Regions from separate parts of the Mus musculus genome. Here region 2 is linked to region 1. The links are chromatin contacts, called in public HiChIP or PLAC-seq maps. All regions are on one chromosome and are shown on one strand. Each heading gives the region's core, a stretch centred on a gene start, on an enhancer-like site or on the middle of the called end of the contact. The rest is flanking DNA. Distances are from core to core; before and after follow the strand shown.

The links. HiChIP or PLAC-seq counts read pairs in DNA pulled down with a chosen protein or histone mark.
Region 2: an H3K4me3 HiChIP or PLAC-seq map of bone marrow-derived macrophages shows a contact between it and region 1, with 5 times the contacts expected there. The contact joins the promoter of Smu1 here to the promoter of B4galt1 in region 1. A contact is called at or near these places in 10 of 39 promoter capture datasets (the C10 cell line, the HPC-7 cell line, cranial neural crest and 7 more), 1 of 15 datasets of contacts at CTCF or cohesin (CD8 T cells), 11 of 484 Hi-C or Micro-C datasets (CD4 T cells, Th1 cells, bone marrow-derived macrophages and 4 more), 18 of 115 datasets of contacts at active chromatin or transcription factors (the 230-238 cell line, CD8 T cells, the HPC-7 cell line and 11 more) and 3 of 9 other capture datasets (adipose tissue, liver and pancreatic islet).

The regions. Positions count from the first base shown.
Region 1 is chr4:40,852,721-40,855,238 of GRCm38.p6, reverse strand. It overlaps B4galt1 (UDP-Gal:betaGlcNAc beta 1,4- galactosyltransferase, polypeptide 1), which reads left to right and starts at 1,255. Exons shown (of 6, transcript NM_022305.5): 1 at 1,255-1,848. The coding sequence starts at 1,434.
Region 2 is chr4:40,756,626-40,759,143 of GRCm38.p6, reverse strand. It overlaps Smu1 (smu-1 suppressor of mec-8 and unc-52 homolog (C. elegans)), which reads left to right and starts at 1,259. Exons shown (of 12, transcript NM_021535.4): 1 at 1,259-1,367. The coding sequence starts at 1,342.

The DNA of each region.
Region 1 (2,518 bases), core at 6-2,505:
TTAAGGTTCTCATCACATTCAAGGATAAATGGGTCTGAGGCCTCGGGGTCAAGACTTCAAGTGCTTAAATCTTCCAGCTTCCACTTTCAGATCAACAAGGTTAGGTAAAGGAACGCGCAGTGACAAAGTTTTTAGGAGCCCTGAGTTCCACAGCTTATCAGCTGTGAGATTTTACAGGCCATTCATTCTTATTCACTCCAAGGCACTGAAATCTTTGTTTACTACATAGTCTGGGCTGGCTCCAAACTCTGGCTCTTCCTGTCTCCGCAACCAGAGTCTGGGATTACAGGTGTTCACGACCGCGCCTAGATTCCAGTATTCTGTTAAATGGGGACTGTGTTCCAGCGCTGTGTACAACGGGCTGTTCTGTACGCAGGCTTAGGAATTAATGCAGTTTTCTGCCAGTCTCATCCCAACAAGCATGTGTCATCTCCATGTGGCATGCACTAGAGGCCATGTTGCACCTAGAACCAAGTTGGGCAGGTTCCTGAGGTTTCCCAATCCTGCAAACACTTATGTGGGAGTAAGAGTAGAGCAAGATGGTCACTTCCCTAGCAGGACTCAATAAGCAGCTCCTCCACTTTAGCCCCCTCACAGGCAGGCGGACCCAGCTAGGGTAAGTGGATCTTTGGAACGCCCCAGAGAATCCGTCCGCTGGCCTCGCGGGACGTCGAAGCCGGTTTCCTAGACGACCTTTCTCCACTCCATTTTCTCACTATCCCAAGGCTACCGCCTGTCCTCTTGTCCTCACTAGCTGCTGTCCCAGGCCCATACCCGAGTCACTGGGTACGTCAGGAAGTGGTGAGCAGCTCGTTGAACAAGAAGCTGGTTTAGAGAGACTTAAGCTCCACGGTGAACGCTAGGAAGAAAAGCTGAGCGCCGCTGGGTATGGGATGCCCGCTCAACCCAAGGCTGCGGTGGGGCTGGCGGAGCGCCACGTTTAGTCCCCAAGTGTCGCGACGCCCTGCAACCCAACCTCCCGAGGGCCCGCCCCTTAGTGCCTGCCCCCCAAGCTCCGCCCTCCCTTAGCTGCCAGAAAAACCCGGCTGAAGGTTCCGCCCCTCAGTCCCCTCTCCGAGCCTTGTCCCTCATGCCCCGCCCCTCTCGAAAAAGACCCGCTTTGCGGCCCCACCCCTTAGACTCCGCCCCCCCAGGTTCCGCGAACAGCCTTCCGAAACCCGGTTGAGGCCCCGCCCTAGGTCGAGACCACGCCCCCTGCTCATCCGCGCTTGTGGTTCCCGCTGATCTCTCCAAAGTCCCGCGGCCAGGGGTGTCGGCTTTCCGCCGCAGGCGGCCGGTGCTGCGCTAGGTCCTAGCCCCCTCCCCCCGGCCCCTCCTTCGATCGCTGTGGTCGGGTAGCGCCTGGCGGGCGGCCTGCGGGCGGGCCGTCCTCTCAGCCGTAGCCCACCCCCTCTTAAAGCCGCGGCGGGAAGATGAGGTTTCGTGAGCAGTTCCTGGGCGGCAGCGCCGCGATGCCGGGCGCGACCCTGCAGCGGGCCTGCCGCCTGCTCGTGGCCGTCTGCGCGCTGCACCTCGGCGTCACCCTCGTCTATTACCTCTCTGGCCGCGATCTGAGCCGCCTGCCCCAGTTGGTCGGAGTCTCCTCTACACTGCAGGGCGGCACGAACGGCGCCGCAGCCAGCAAGCAGCCCCCAGGAGAGCAGCGGCCGCGGGGTGCGCGGCCGCCGCCTCCTTTAGGCGTCTCCCCGAAGCCTCGCCCGGGTCTCGACTCCAGCCCTGGTGCAGCTTCTGGCCCCGGCTTGAAGAGCAACTTGTCTTCGTTGCCAGTGCCCACCACCACTGGACTGTTGTCGCTGCCAGCTTGCCCTGAGGAGTCCCCGCTGCTCGGTAAGACCCAGGATCTGAGGACGTGGACTCCTCGGATTTCCTCAGTAGGGTTCCAGGGATATTATCCTAAGATCTCTTTCAGGACTGCCAGCCACCAGGTTTTGATCAGAGTGCATAATCCCCAAGAAGGGCTTAATCCTCTTTGGGATGACCCAAAGAGAGGTTGGCTGGTGTCTCAAGAGGCAGGGGCCCTGTTGGGAAACCCCCAGGCTCTTACCCCAGCACCAGACAAGGCCCTGGAGACACCCTTGTTCTGGCCCAGGACTCAGGAAGTTTGAAGTTGGGGTCAGTTTAGAGTAGACTGAAAAGGCTGCTCTGCAACCTTCCCTACCTATAGTAGCAACACCGGCAACCTTCAACCTTCTGAGGACAAGACCGACAGTGAGAAAACCACCTCCCCTCCCCACCACCCTCCACTCCGCCTTAGAACAAGCCACTTAACTTTCTCTTTAAGGTTTCTTTCTGGTAAATGGAGATAATAAACCACACGTATTTTGGAGTTGTTTTGAAGAAGTAAATGAAACATTGTAACTAAGAGTTTAAAGAATGAGGATGAACTCTTAGAAAGTTGCTACAATTGTGGGATTTCCTCCTGTTTGTAGGTGCTGAACCAAGGGGCCTTCTGTCTCCCACCCCAAGTTCCTCCTCCTGATGCTTCCTCTTAACCAAA
Region 2 (2,518 bases), core at 10-2,509, 96 kb after region 1:
TGAACTCACAGAGCTTCCAGCCTCTGCCTCCACCGTGCTGGAATTAAAGGGGTGTGCCACCACTGCTTGGCTGAGACTGTGTTCTTTAGAGTTGATGGGAAATAGGTGATTTGAAACGTGAAAGAGCTGGGCATGGTGATACACCTCTTTAATCCAAGCACCTTAGAAGATCCCATTCATTGTAACAGTAGCATATGTCATTTTCTCTACTTAGTTTCAAACGACTCTTTTTAAAAATTTCCCTCCTTTAGTCCCAGCACTCAGGAATAGAGGCAGGCAGCAAGGCCAGCCTGGCTTACAGAACAAGTTCCAGGACAGTCAGGGCTACAAAGAGAAATCCTGTGTCAAAAACCAAACACAATACAACAAAACAAACAAACAAAAATCAAGTAAAAATGAAAACATAAACAGCATATGAGCGGCTATATTGAAAGGCTCTGGTTTTGATACCTAGCACTGGGGGGAAAAAAGGAGACTGTAAAGAAATTGTGTGGAAGGTAGACAAGAGCCATTAGAAATCCCTAAACTATCTCAATATGTAATTTCACAAGATAGACATGCCACTGTGTTGTGTGTGTGTATATATATGTATATGTATATGTATGAATATGTATATATATATAAGTGTATACATATATATGTACTTTGTCAATAGAATTTTAAAATAGCTCTTATTGGAGATAAGCACTGTGATGCCATCTGTAATTCTAGCCCTTGGAAAGTAGGGGCATCTTCAACTATATAATTAGTTTGAAGCCAGCTATAAGCTGCATGTCCATCCCACCTTTTCCCTAGCCTTTATTTATAAAATTCATCAATATTTATGTATGGTTTTTTATTAGTGGGGATTGAACCAGGGCGTCTGACTTGCTAGGTAAACACTCTGATCACTGAGCTATGTCCTCAGCTCTGTCATGCCATACCAGTAAGGTATGATTTAAACTCTATATTGAAAGGAGTCTCAGATCTGTTATAACTTCGCATTTGGTTACATTTCTTTCTCCGTAACCGCAGCTTTTTCCAACTTAATTCTTAGCTGGATCTGAGCGCGATAGCGCACACTTTTAATCCTAGCATTAGGGAGGCAGAGGAGGGCGGGACAGCCAAGGCTGTAGAAAGACTCCACCTGTGTGTACGTTCGCGAAACCGATGGGCATTCGTAGTCCTGCCACGCTTTCGCGAGGCCCCGCCCCTCACGCCCCGCCCACCTGGGCGTGTTCTTCCTTCGCCCTTTAGACCCTAACGGAGCGGAAGTGTCGCAGCGCGGCCGCCGGAAGTGTCGCGCGGCGTTGTGCGACCGGCTGTGTGCTGAGTGGGGCCTGGACCCGGAGCGTTACCGCTATGTCGATCGAAATCGAGTCTTCCGAGTGAGTCCTGCCGTGGCGTGTTCGCGGCGTGGCGTGTTCGCGGCGTGGCGTGGGGTGGAGTGGAGGGTGGTCGGAGGACGTTGGAGGGGGAGCTGCGCGCCGGAGGTTGCGGCCTCGAAGCACTTTCCGGGTTGGCTCCCTCTTTAGATGGGCCCGCGAGAGAGCAGCCGTGGGGCGGGCCGTCTGGAGCCCCTGGGCCCCGGCGTCGGGCTGTGCTGGGGCACACCGAGTAGACCTGACTACTGTGGTTTCCTCTGCTAGCCACACCGCCCTCGGCGCTGCCCGGGTGTCCGCCAGTCCCTCAGCTCTTCCTTCTGGTCCAAGCACTAGTTACCCCAAAGACTCTGCTGCTTCTCCTATCTGATTAGATCCAGTGTGGTGTATTGATTTGGTTTGCAATTTGCAGAGAGAGAGAACCTCTTTGTGGACACAGAATTTGAATATTGATTGAGTCAGAAGAATGAGACTTAGTGAAGGCGGGGACGGCGACGAGGAGCCAGGTGGGCGGGGAGTGAGTGACTGAAGAGTCTTGCTTGGACTCCCCAGGACTCCACCCACCGCCTTTTATTTTTTGAAAAGTAAAATTAAATTATGAAATTAGCAAACAGCTGTGTTCTGAGTGGAGGGGAGAGATACGCATGTTCTGAAGATCTGCAGAAAAGCAAGGTTTATTAATTAAGTCGGCGGAGTCTGAAACCTGCTATGTATTTTTAAGACTGAAGCTGGATGTGAAGTATGCACGTCTATGATCGCAGTATTAAATGGGCAAGTAGGAAGGCCTGGAGTCCAGCCTGAGCCTCTTCATAGCGATATATATATATATATATATATATATATATATATATATATATATATTTTTTTTTTTTTTTTTTTCCGAGACAGGGTTTCTCTGTATAGCTCTGGCTGTCCTGGAACTCACTTTGTAGACCAGGCTGGCCTCGAACTCAGAAATCTGCCTGCCTCTGCCTCCCAAGTGCTGGGATTAAAGGCGTGCACCACCACGCCCGGTGAGATACATATTTTTAACTCAGTTATATGTAAGTCGTTTTTTTCCTGGGTTTTGCTTCTGAGACAAGGTTTTCTGTGAAGCCGTAGCTGTCCTGGAACTCACTCTGTAGACCAGGTGAGTCTCAGACTCAGATTCACCTGCC